Linked DNA regions of Arachis hypogaea: region 1 is linked to region 2. Evidence: chromatin contacts called from public Hi-C data. All regions are on one chromosome and are shown on one strand. The core of a region is the stretch at or near the end of the contact, and the rest is flanking DNA. Distances in the headings are between cores, read along the strand shown. Region 1 holds the start of LOC112776756 (auxin-responsive protein IAA14). Region 2 has its middle 28 kb from the start of LOC112782117.

Region 1 (6,912 bases), core at 3,579-6,078, 81 kb before region 2:
TTGCACAGGAGAGGCAGAGGCACGTGGTGGTGGTGGTGTCAGCGATCATGGCGGAAACGATTTTGATTTGTATCAAAATTATTTTTGAAAATATTTTATTTTGTCCTTAAAATTTTATATAGAACTAATATTTAAAAATAATTTTGGCATTAACTAAATGTTAAGGATAAAATTAAATAAAATTTAATATTAAAAATATTTTAAGAAAAAATGTTAGAAAAAAAAAAAAACATAATTTAGCCGTATTCAACCTGTGTCACCTACTGTTGGGTGGTCTCATTCTCTTAGCTGGTTCCTAAATGCATCATCACAGCCCGCGTAGAAACTGTGCACTGATGAAAATCCCTGGAAGAAAAAGAACCTACACTAAGTTACAATATTAGAACTATTTACATACACCCTACATAATTGAGCAATGCAATTTACTTATGAAACGTAAGAAATAACACACACATATATTTATATTGCTCGACACAAAATTAAACTTCTAAGATTGGTTGTTGGACCTTATTCCAACCCATCCCCTGAATCTCTCAGATCTTACTTGGACATAAAATATATATCATTGATGAGATATTTCTAAGTACAATCGCTTTTTTTTATATATAACAAATCCCATATAATAATGGATATTTCCTAGAAAGCTAGGACATAAGGCTGTCACAATGTCCGATCCAAGAATTCTTTTATACTTTACATACATTTAATGGAATGTGTACGTATACATATAATATATCATTGACTCTATCACCAATCAAATAATAATATTATTGTTATTGATCCCATAAATAAAATTGTTTAGTACTACGACAATAAATTAAAGTACTCCTATATTATATATATGAAACATGCAAGTGCTACTAGTCATCACTATTCTTCATAATGATAATAATAAATGATATTCCAACCACATTCACTCACCAACCCTACATTCATCCAGTTAATACGCATTTGATTTTTGCAAAAATTGATACCATAGAAGACAAGGTACAATAAAACAAATGGCCATAAACGAAGCTCCATCAACATGCACATGGCCTTGTTCCCTCTCTCACTTGTGAACCATATAAACAATTTAATATACCTTCCTGTTCCAGCCAAGACATCAATAATTTTGGGGTACACAAAAATTAATTTAAAGCACACAAAAAGGCAAAAAAAATTATAAATAACAATAATGATATACATATACCTATACATATACAATACATACATTATGAGGAATCTCTTAATAAAGGGAAGAATAATAAAGTAATATGCATTAATATTCAATAATAATAATAATTAAGCACATATACAACACAATAATAATCATGACAGCAAATGAAGGATAATAATAATAATAATAATAATAATAATAATAATAATAATAATAATAATAATAATAATAATAATAAACAAGCCAGACTAGTATTATAGGTTAAGTTTATTGCTTCTTGTTCCATTACAAATGCCCCCATCATCATCACCATCACAGGCTCCTTAAAATTAAAAGTTGAATCTATATACCAACAATAATAATACAAAAAACACAGACAAATGCCAAACTAACAATAAGTAAATAAAAACATATGTCCCAGCAGCAGAAGTGCTATGGTGGATTCATATATATTTTTATAGGGTAAACTTTGGTACGGATTCTGATCATATATATATAGAACATGTATTGGACCAGCAGCTTCAGCTTCAGCTTCTGCTTTTGCATTTCTCCATGGCCCTCGGCGCTGAAAGTTCACAGGAAAGCATGCCAATATTAGATTCACTTGCCAGAAAGTGGTGTATAATAATATATATTATCTAAAATAATAACTATGAAGAATCATGATTGTTAGTATTTTCCTATTTGGGTTTCATAATAATGATGACTTCCATATATATTAAAGCAAAATTAAATGAATGAAAAGAAAAAGTTGATGTAACCAAACATATGATCAATAATTCATACCAAGCCCAATAGCTTCTGATCCTTTCATTATTCGCAGACGCTTGCATGATCCAACAAACATCCTTCACAAAAAGTAAATAACTTAGGTTAATTTCATGGGTCTCTATGTGTTGAAGTAAAAAAAAACTCTTAAATTAAAAGCATGTTTCTAAATAACCTCTTAATAATCAAAGTTTTTTTAATTAGATAAAAATTTCTAATCCACATGAGTAATTAATTAGTAAATAATACATTTAATTTTCTTTTTGATAATAATAAGTACAATACTTAAATGTTTGTATATATATATAAATAAAGGAAATAGCACCTAGCTAATTAAATAAAGGTCAATATATAAAAAAGAAATTATATTGAAAGTAAACAAAAATAGTTATATTTTAGATTTTCAAAATAAATAATTTGGTGATAATTTCCTAACTGTGTATTTGAATGAACGAGTGTTATGAAAACTGTAATCAAATTGTAGAGAGGAGAGAGTAGTGGTGGTGGTGGCGGCAACGACGGCGGTGGTGGTGAGATGAAGGTAATAGAAACTTACTCCCATGGGACATCACCCACGAGCATCCAGTCACCATCCTTATCTTCATAGGTTGGCACATACTCAGAGCTGTTCAGAAGATCCATCAACTTGCTCTCATTCATGAAATCAATCATTCCTTGGGACCCATAGTTACCTTCATCAATTACAATAATAACACCCTAATTTAATAATATTATTATTATCAATAATAGTACTACTTAATCATTCACACCCAAATAAAACCCAGGCCACAATCATACACAATTATACATATGCCTAGCTGTAAGTCTGTAACCCCAGAATGTAACAATTCTAACAAATATGTATATAAATTAAATTAAACATATTACTAATTAATAGCACCATCAACACAGATTCCCATGCATCAAAGAAACAAATTTAAAAACTATTATTATATGAATTTAATTTTCAGCATATAAACAATGCATTAAAATTAATTTTTTATTTCATTATATATAATAATAATAATAGTAACTTTGTAATTTTATGTGCTATTTTCTTTCATATTATTATATACACGTTCAGTCTCATCAAAGTTGAACTAATAATAGAGCTTTTGGAGGTCTAAGTAATTGAATTAAACTCATAAAATTTAAATAAATTTAAACGATAATAGAGAACTGATAAAGTGTAAAAATGGTAAATCGAATTTGGAGATCTAAACTAAGAAATATGAATATGGATATGGTACTAACCCATGGTGAAGGAGCTGAACATTTTGGCCAAGGCATCAGATAAGTCTTGGTAGCTTTTGTACATTGTCAGGTCGACCTTGCGAAGGTAAGGAGCTCCATCCATGGAGACCTTCACAAATGAACCACCAGTAGAAGCTGCGGTGGTGGCTGCAGCGGCGGCGCTGCTTGTTGTCTTCTCAGTGGTGGCGCTGCCATTGTTATTTTCCTCAGTGCTCACCTTTTGTGCCATCATGTTCTTTCTGTATGACCTCACTGGTGGCCATCCAACTACTTGAGCTCTGATCATCGTCATAATAATAATATTTTCATATTCAGTTAAATTCATCAAATTAATGTATTAAAAATATGATTTTTTATATCAATTTAAATTTTTAAGAGAAGTTATAAACAAAAAGTCTAGAGTGTCATCTTTAACTTGTTTTCATTCAAAAGAAAAAAAAAAGTAGTACAAAAAAATCTATACAAAAATTTAAATATACCTTAAAAAACTCCTATTTAAAAAAAATATGTTAAAAATATAAGTATATTCATGTCCTTTATCGATTTAAATTTTTAAAAAAGAATAATTTTATTATATAACGAAATAAGGGAGATGAAAGGAATTAATTAAGGGAAACATACTTAGCGGGTGGCTTGGCAGGGTCCTTAAGGAGAGTCTTCTCCTTTGGAACATTCTTCAGATTCTCATTCAGATCTTCCTTGTTAGTATCATTGCCTTGAAGGTTAAGCTTCAGATCAACCGTCTCAGAGAACCCTCTCTTCCCGGTGGCTCTCGGAGTTTCTGCCGTTGCCGTGTCTCCGCCTCCGCCTCCGCCTCCGCCTCCGCCGGGCAGGCCAAGGCAAAGCTCAGTCTCCTTCAGATTCAAGCCATGCTCCTTTGCCAACATAGTTGCCATTTTTGGCTCTACCGTTATCAAATGGAACTCTCTCAGCTTCTTTTCTAATTCTAATTTCTCTTTCTCTTTCTCTTTGCTCTCTCAAACTGTTTCTTATGAATATGGTGTTCTCTTCTTTCTATTATAATGCTTTCTTGGTTTGGCTATATAGAAATTGGAAGCAGTAGAGAGAGAGAGAGAATGTGATAGCCCCTCAATAATATAGGCCCTTTGAGGAACTTGTGCTTGTGACTGCATGTGTATGTCATATCATGTTTGGATCCAATTGCATGCTGACACCTGGACATATATGGGGCGTTGATCTTTGCAAATGGGTAGGCTTAACGGACTCTTTCACATGACTATTATAGCCAATTTGTTTTTAATAATCTACTTAAATAAGTATTAAAGAGTTAAATTTTATCTTATGTATATAATAATTTTTTTGAGTCTATATATATATATATAATAATTTATTAGTTAATAATAAATTTTTAAATGATAATTTTAATTAATAATAAATTAATTTTTAATTTATCAAATCAAAAAATATTGTTAAAAAATTACAACTATTATGTTATGATAGTTACAGTAATTAGATAATTGTGTTATTAAAATAATAATTTTTTAATATTTAATTTTTTTAACTTTAAAAATAAAAAAATTATAATATAAAAAATGTGGTTATAAGTTTAAAATTTTTAAATATTATTAAATTTATATAATCACTAAAAATTAAAAAATATAAAGTACACTGAAATTCCAAAGATAACAAAATAGTCGTGTCGATAAAAAAAAAAAAAAAATTTATATATAATATATAGTTGAACAATTATTTCTCCTTTGATGATAAACGGGATTATTATTTGAGGGTACCTACCAAAATGTTAATGGCTTCCAAAATATGTCTCCCCAAATGTACTAATCAACCTTTGTTGTAATTTTCAAGGCACATGCATGGCACTTGGTCTTGTTAGTTTTCCGTCTTCTGCTGTCCTCTCATTTGAGGACTGGTTACCATGTTTAGTTATCTAAAATAGTGCACCCTCTATAATTTCTTTCTCTGTCATCTTCACTAGGAAATGAATATATAATGTAATTAATATATACATGTAATTTTGGAAATTTCCATGCGCGGATATATCATGATTATTTACCACCTCAAATAGTTGGATCATATGTTTAAAGTTTGTCCACTTAAAGTTTTATAATATGTTCAATTTTCAATATAGATTATTGATGATAAGCTTTAATCTTAGATATTAATGTGGAATACATATATATTCTTACATCAAAAAATATAACACAGGCAGCCTAATCTAATAATTATATCTATGAATAATTCTATAATTTTAATTAATAACTTCAAAATTACACAAAAATAATTTAACTATTGCTCTAAAACTTTTCTCCTCTTAATAAGTTTACATATATGTTCGTGCGTGAAATTTCGAACAATTCTTTAAATATATAATTTTGGACTAACTACGGCTTGATTTAGTAAACTTTTTATTTTTTAAAAAATAATCTATGAAAATTATCTTTTAAAAGATTATCTTTTTCTTTTAAGTTGTACCATCTCTATTTAATAAATCAAACTAAAAATAACTTTCAATAAACATAAAAAAACAATTGCATTTAAAAAATAATTTTTAAAATTTAAAAAGATTATAATAAACATAAATATAAGATTATATCAGATTGTTTAATTTTAATAAATATAAACCAACTTAAAAAACTCTTTATTAAACACATTCAACTTTTAAAATTAAAATTACAAACATAAGTACATTATTTTTTTATTTACTAAATATAAAACAAGGTATTTATATTTTTAAAAAGAACAAATAACTCTTCAAAACGTTTTAAACCAAGTCTGGCCAAAATATCTCCTAATAGATTCTAAATTTAAGAGAAAAACTCAAGGGTTAATAATTTTATTTTATATTGACTAATATTTTTAGTCATCAACTCAATATTTTTAGTTTAGTAACCTAATAATATACTTTTAGACTTTAGCCAATATTTTTCAATAATAGTAACTAATTATAAATTATTGACCAAAAATAATAAAATTCTATTAGTCCTCTAACATTACTCTAAATTTTATTCACTCAAAAGGTGAGTATTATTTTGAGAATTTAAAGCAAAGAATTATTTTTACATTAAGGTATAAATAACTATATATATTATTATAATATATATCTATTACATTTTTTATAGATGCCATTAATTAAAACCAATGCTATCGAATATACTCACTTTTAGAGTTTGTACTCGATGCCTCCGGTATGAGTTGAGTGATAGATCGAAAATTTGCGAGTCGAGACGGATGCCGGGCTATCTCACTGGAGCAATGAGGGGGGAAGCAATGAGGGGGGAAGGTACCTGTAAAGACACTCCGACGCTTAAGTCAGAATGGATCTAAGAGGTATAAGGTGTGTAGAATGAGTGAATACCTGGAGGGACCTGGATTCTTTATTTATAGGTGATGGTAGTTATCTTATCTTATCTTGTTTGGCTAAGATAAGGGAGACGTTTGAATTCAAAAGTTGGTTAGAAGTTCTAATAGATCAGTTTCGGACATTCTGAAAGGGTAATGTGATTCGGATCCGGATTACATACCGAGTTTAGAAGTTATGCCGGATGTAGAATCTGTGGGTCCGATCCGTAACAGAGTTCATAGAATTCATTTTGATAACTATTTAAAACATATAATTATTTTAAGAGACAAAAATTAAAATGATTCCTTAGATTTTATCATAGTTATCAGAATAGAATAAATGACTAAATTAGTCAAATTATTGATTTATTAGTTTAATTAATATAAATTACTGATTAAACCGAAAGAACCAA
Region 2 (6,975 bases), core at 3,313-5,812:
TATTCCGTGCTGCCATCAGGCCAAATGCGTAACCGTGTGGATGGAGGTGGTGGAGGGGCATTAGTTGCTGCCTCACTTCTGTGGCTAGACTCTGGAACCGTGGCATCCGTCGTTGGAGTTAGCATCGCCGTGGATGTGGGCTGCTAAGCATTCGGAGGTTGCGTCCCGCCGTGGATGGAGGCACGTAGATGGGATTAAGGACCATGATGAATGGCTAGTCTGCTAAACCCGCAACGTGTGGCGTGACTGGGGTGGTCGGAGTAAAGAGAGAGGATCCAAAAATCCCGGGGCACCAAAAGAAACCTTCCCTCTACCCCAACCACAGTTACGACCACGACTAGTAGCTTGATCAACAGCACCTCTTCCTGTCATCGTGTCTGCATGTATCATCAAATTATCAAATAATCTCAGCAAAAATTTTTCAATAAAACAGTCATCAACGTAGCAATTAATAGCAATTAACATAATTAGACAGTTACAAACACTTCAAGCATTCAAAATCTAATGTATTAAATCAAACATAACTTAATCAACCTAAATCCACTAAGATTAGAAAACTAAACTAAACTAACTTCGAAACTGATTCAAAATTAAAATTCTAATTCTACTCAAACCTAAACTAAATTAAACTAAAATTAAAAAATTATCAAACAATCTCAGCAACAATCTCAGTAAAACAGTCACCAACGCAGCAATTAACACAATTAGACAATTTCAAACACTTCAGGCATTCAAAATCTAATGTATTGAATCAAACATAACTTAATCAACCTAAATACACTAAAATTAAAAAATCAAACTTAACTAACTTTGAAACTGATTATTCAAAAATAAAATTCTAATTCTACTCAAACCTAAACTAAATTAAACTAAAATTAAACAATTATCAAACAATCTCAGCAATAATTTCTTAGCAAAATATTCATCAACGTAGTAATTAATATAATTAGATAATTTCAAACACTTCAACTATTCAAAACCTAATGTATTGAATCTAACCTAACTTAATCAACCTAAATACACTAATATTAGAAAACTAAACTGAACTAACTTTGAAACCGATTCAAAATTAAAATAAAAATTCTACTTAAACTAAACTAAATTAATTGAATTGGAAAAGATTTGTTCATTAAACCTTAATGAAGAACCACAGAAATAAGGGAAGACGTGGATGTTGCAGTAGTGGTCGTCAAAGTTGCTATGGCGGTAGATGGTGGTGACAGTAGATGGTGGTGATGACAGATGGTGGTGACAGCGAAGGAGAGAGAGAGGGGCAGGGAAAGAAGGAGAAGAAAGAGGGGGTGGCGACGGCGGTGCTCTCAGCAGCAACAGGAAGGGCAAGGAACGGAGGTGGTAGTAGTGATGAGAGAGAAAGGGTGGAGATGAAGAGAGAGAGTGTGAAATTCAAAATGGGGGAGACAACGTTCACACTTTTATTTCGGGTACTGTTACCATCGGATTTATCGTCGAATTAATTCGACAGTAACATTTTATGTGTACCGAAAACGCAGCATTTCACTAAACTTTGTTACCGTCGGATCTTTCTACCGATAAATCCGATGGTAGTGAGTGCGCAAAAATTTCTTTTTTCCCTCCAAATATTACCGTTGAACGTTATCGCTGGAAATATTATTCCGACGGTAATATTTTAAGATTACGAATTTGCTACCTAATCCGACGAAAAATCTCTCCGTTAACGTTCGACGACAAATCCGACGATACTCAACGTTTTTCTTGTATGTAGTGAAACCTTTCAAGCATCTATACAAGAGATATGATCATAGCTTCAATTTCACCCAATTTCTAGAGTTCATGTTTTGCTTGAATTGTTGTAATACAATTTGAGAAATCTTCAAGCAAGCTATCACAGATTGCAGAAACGTGATCTTCAGTTGAAACATCATATCCTATAACAAAAAAAGGTTCAACAAGATTCTTGATTTTGTTCAGTTGCAGAAAGATTAAACTTTTTTATCCCTTTTATTTGAGTTCTAAGTTGTTTAATGATGGTTTTAGTAGAAGAAACAAAATGTTTCTGGATTTTATCCCAGATTTTATCCCAGATTTCAAATGCAGAAGTACAATGAACTAATTTGTTTTTGAATGAAGCATCAACAAAAGCTAACAACCATGAGCTTAAATTGTAATCTTGTAGCATCCATTTAAAGTTAAAGAGACTGTACTAGCCAATTTCGCTTCATTAGAAGCAAATTGTTGAGGAACGTTATCTAAATAGATGTTCTTAAAGATTATGACCTCTGATGGTGAACATTGCTTGTTGTTGCCATGTTAAAAAATTGTTAATAAGTTTATCAAGCATAGAACTAAAAAGCGTTTTAGAATTTGCAGAAGTGGTGGTGACTAAAGCTATGGATCTAAATACTAAGCTCTGAATACCATGTAAGAGAAGCTACATTGTAAAAAAAGAGACTAAAAAAAGAACAAAAGAGAGTAAAGAGAAAATAAAGATGATGAGAATTTGAAGTATCAATTCATTCATTGAGTATTTTATTGATTGTTGTTACAAGTGATAGGGAGAATTCCCTTATATACTGCATGGTTACAAACACACATACATCAGTTGACTTGTGATACAAGTAATGCAAAGTCTGTTATTTTTCATATGTCAATTTTGGAAATTCTTGAACTGCCATTAACGATGCATTTATTTATAGTTACGGGACACTGAGATAGGAACATAGACACAAAATTATGTTTAATAGATAAAATATGGACAGAGATATTATATCCAGAGACAGTGAATTAACGTATTTTATATCCTTTCTGATAAAAAAGAGACAAAGACACTAACAAAAAATATAATTTATTTTTTATTTTTCTTTCATTATTTTTATCAAATTTTTATAATTATAATTTTTATTATTATATTTTTTTTATTTATTTTTGTTTATTACTAAATAAAATATAAAAAAATTAATTTTTATATCCTATTTTTTTTATCTTATTCTGTTTTCAAAATTAAATATAGCCTTAACAGAATTTAGGTCAGTCTTCATACTACTCTCTATAGTTTTCATGTATAAAATTCTTCTAAGACATAATAACCGCCACAAAAGTTTAAATGCAATTTCGTCTAAGATCTCCATGTTCTTTTCATCTTGCTATTTCCCCTTCCTTTTCCATTTAATTAAATTCGTTGGATGTTAGAAAGCAAAATAAAATAATTCTTCGGACATCGCCAAGGCCCGACAGAAATGCATATATTATATATTTTTATCACTCATATTTTTTTAATGGGGTAGATTCTCTTCTAGGAACCTTCCATTAAGCTATTAGCACATGCATTTTAGTGAACAATTATAACATGTTGTATAGTAATTAAACAATTGCTATCGCATCTTGGATTAATTATCATGGAATAAAAGCACATGAAATCATTTCTATCCCATGCCAATGTATATACATATTTCAAGTTAAAATTAATAGATTATGCCAAAAATGAAAATGCTAGTGGAGCTAGTATACAATTCCTGCGGGCTTTAATTTGGCAAGGAAAATAATGTGAACATTAGCAACGAAATTGGAATGCAAATACAAAGAACCACCGAGGCCATATATGATGAAGTACTAGAGGCCTCTTTATGATATGAGTGCCATGAAATTTTTTTTCTTAAATATTTAAAGTGATAGGAGGAGATATAAATAATTATATTTTTAGTACGTTCGTTTTACATAAAAGTTTTATTTTGAATTTACATGAATTTTTGTATAAACTTTTATTTTAGGGTTTTATAAAAATTAAATTCTAAACGTTTCATATATAAAAGTTTAATATCATATAATAAAGCTATTTTAAAAAAAATTAATTAAATTAATAAAAAATATATAAATAATTATATTTTTAATTTTATATCATTAATAATTATATTTCTAATACATCTCTCACACAAAAGTTACTTTTGGCCTTGCATAAATTTTGCATAGGCATTCTTTTATCTTTTTTATTTGCTTTATACTTTTTTTCAATTATAGAAACTCTCATATCATATCATGATACAATTTTTTCTCAAAATCTTAAATTAATAAAAAAAGACACATGAATAGTTATATCTCGAATGTCTTGAAAGTGTGAATTATACTTTATACATATAACAATTTTCAAATACGCAAAAACGAATTATTTATGGATGGTAAATATTGTAAGAAATATTTTTATTTTATTTTTTTTAAGAAAAATGGGGTTGCAAGAGAGGGTGTAACATACAGCAAATCTTGAAGCTTCTCCAGCAGAGCACATGATAGATGATGAAGGACTACATCATTTTCATATCATAACTATATAGCTTTTTAGGGCATGGTGATTACTTAGAGACAGGTCACATCGCCTAAGAGCAAGAAACATCTCAAACCCTAGCTGTGCCCTTGCCATGTCAACATCCCTTCCTTAACCCCATCTTGGATTGTTTCTTTCTAACCTACCTCAATGATAAGTATCCATTGGATTCATATCATCTTGGCCACATATTCTAAGAGAACTTGGCGAAGATGGACTTGTCCAAAAATAAAAACATACTCTTTTCGTCTTTTAGAGTTCAGAAATCCTCAATGGGGTCTTAATCACAAAAGAATACAAGAAGCCAATTTTTGGTGCAGGGAAATCCCATGCATATCCTTATCTAATTTGGACAGTGACTCTAATTTTAGATAATCCCATATTCCACATTTTACACCACATTATGTATTTTTATTAGCTAAGGGAATTTTTAAGAGTAGTGGTCCTAATTAGTTATTATTATTATATCTATATTTTGTTGTAAGGTCAATAAAAACCTGGTCAAACTTTAAGTGGTCCTGTGGTCAAAAACGTAATACCTGGAGAATAGTGTGTGCGAGTAGGGACACAAGAAGAGGAAGAAAATTTATTAGGTAGGCACAACCTATCTATCACAAGCAGCACTACTTAATTGAATAATTCAATGTGTAAGGTGACTTATTAAGCTATGTTAACATGTCGGCTAAAATTTTTATTACATATGAAAATACTAGTCAACAGTTACGTTTACTATTGATCAATGATTGATTGAAAAGATCAACTTATTTGGGCATATTAAGAAAATTATAGTACTCTCTTCTATTTTATATTATACAAAATATATCTTAAATTAAGAAACTTAATTTCCCCCTCTAGGATGATCTGATCTGCCATCGGATCATTTCGAAAATGATTGAAGTAATGGATAAGAATTTAAACTGAAGCAGTGGTAACAAATGAACTAGTCGTCAAAGGATGCTTTTGATGGATTTATTAAAATTGAAAAAGTGATCACATGTTTCTAAATTTTTAATATTTTAAATGTGTTATGAAATTATTTCTCTTAAAAATTTAAACTGCTAGAATAAAATACATAAATGATTATATCTCTATAAAAATAAATTCATGCAAAAATGATGATGTGTGTAGTTCTTTTTAATTGTGTCCATTTCGTAGTATAAGCTTTAATTATTTTTTATCTTTCATATAATATTTTTCTTGGAGCTAAACTTATTTTAATTATAAAAGAAATGGAAAGTGTTATTTGCAATAATTCTTTTGGAGACATTTTGTAAGATTCCCTTAAATATCACTAGTTGAAAATGTTAACGACTTGTTCTTAAACAATGTCTTAATTATATTTATAATATGGATCAAAGTTCACTCGTACCTAGCTCATATAGTGCGCGGAAGGATATTCAAACTCTTCTAATGCCACGGTGTTATCCTTAAGCAATATGAAAACTTTAGTTTGGGATGTACACTGGTCCGATTAGTTTGAGTTTAGAAAAAAAATAAGAATCGAATCAATAAAAATTAATTGGTTCAGGATAGATCGAATAAGAGGTTTTTTTAAGTGAATTTAAACCAATCTAAACTGATTAAATTCAAGTTAGATTAATTCGGATAATCAAGCATTTGATTAAAAATTAAATTTAGAAAAAGTAGAAAAAATTCAGAAAAAAAAAACTTTCTATAATATGTAACAGTAAAAATAAAAAATAAAAAACAAAAAATAGGTGAATTACAAACTAAAATATATCATCATATTTATACTTAAAAAAAACATCTAATATTCATAGTTTGAACATTTTTAAATATTTAAAATTGTACAAAAAAATATCGTAAAATAAACCACATAATGTTAGTTATTAAGTTCTTTAAGCATCACAAAATAAACTGACAAGAGAGGAGAACACAGGGTGGTGACTACTGATTACTAAAGAATTTTTTTTTGGGGGGGGGGGTAAGGTGATAAAATTAGTATATATATTTTAATTTTATAATATAATATAACATTAATCGGATAATCAGATTAATTCAAATTCTACAATTATAAAATTAATAGCAGAATTAATTAAGGTCAGATTTAATCAAATCCAATTATTCGATGAGTACAAAATCAATTAAATCGAATTGAGTTAGTTTTGATCTGATAATTGAATTATCCGTAGTCGTAAAACATTGGTAACTTTATTCCAGTTTCATGTCATGTGAATTTTACCAGGTTAGTTATTAAATTCTTAATTGACTAAACTTTGATGACATGTTCAAAATTAAAAAAATTAACTTTATTTGGTTAAACAAAAATTTTATGTGTACATAAAGATTGGTTACTAACACAAATATATATATATATATATATATATATATATATAACTATTTTTAATATATATTTTATACGAATAATTAATTTAATAATTAATTTTTTTGTTTATATATAATATAATTGTTAGTTAAAGGATAATTTTTTGACATGAAAAGTAAATTTAAGCTTTTATTATTTAAAATATATTTTTAAACAATGTTTGAAACCGGGATTTTAACGTTTAAAAAGTAATGATGTTTGTACATTAAATTTTTCTAAACATTTAAACATTCTTTCACACAAAACAAGAATGAGATCCTCTAAGATGTCCTTCTACCTTTTGTTTCTCTTTCTTTTTTTTTCCCTCTTTTTATTTTTGATTTTTGTTATATTT

What was found. A called contact is a pair of places that touch in the nucleus more often than the background predicts.
Region 1: a Hi-C map of leaf shows a contact between it and region 2, with 2.0 times the contacts expected there. The contact joins the promoter of LOC112776756 here to the enhancer-like site in region 2. A contact is called at or near these places in 2 of 8 Hi-C or Micro-C datasets (both in leaf).

What each region holds. Positions count from the first base shown.
Region 1 is chr19:118,661,922-118,668,833 of arahy.Tifrunner.gnm2.J5K5, reverse strand. LOC112776756 (auxin-responsive protein IAA14) reads right to left here and starts at 4,828. Exons shown (of 5, transcript XM_025820996.2): 1 at 3,803-4,828; 2 at 3,182-3,459; 3 at 2,484-2,619; 4 at 1,946-2,007; 5 at 1,389-1,724. The coding sequence starts at 4,077. The coding sequence ends at 1,687.
Region 2 is chr19:118,580,963-118,587,937 of arahy.Tifrunner.gnm2.J5K5, reverse strand. No RefSeq gene overlaps it. Among protein-coding and RNA genes, the nearest start is that of LOC112782117, 28 kb to the right of the region's middle. Within about 2 kb of position 4,562, at least 1 of the 3 cell types and tissues checked has open chromatin away from gene starts, as enhancers often do.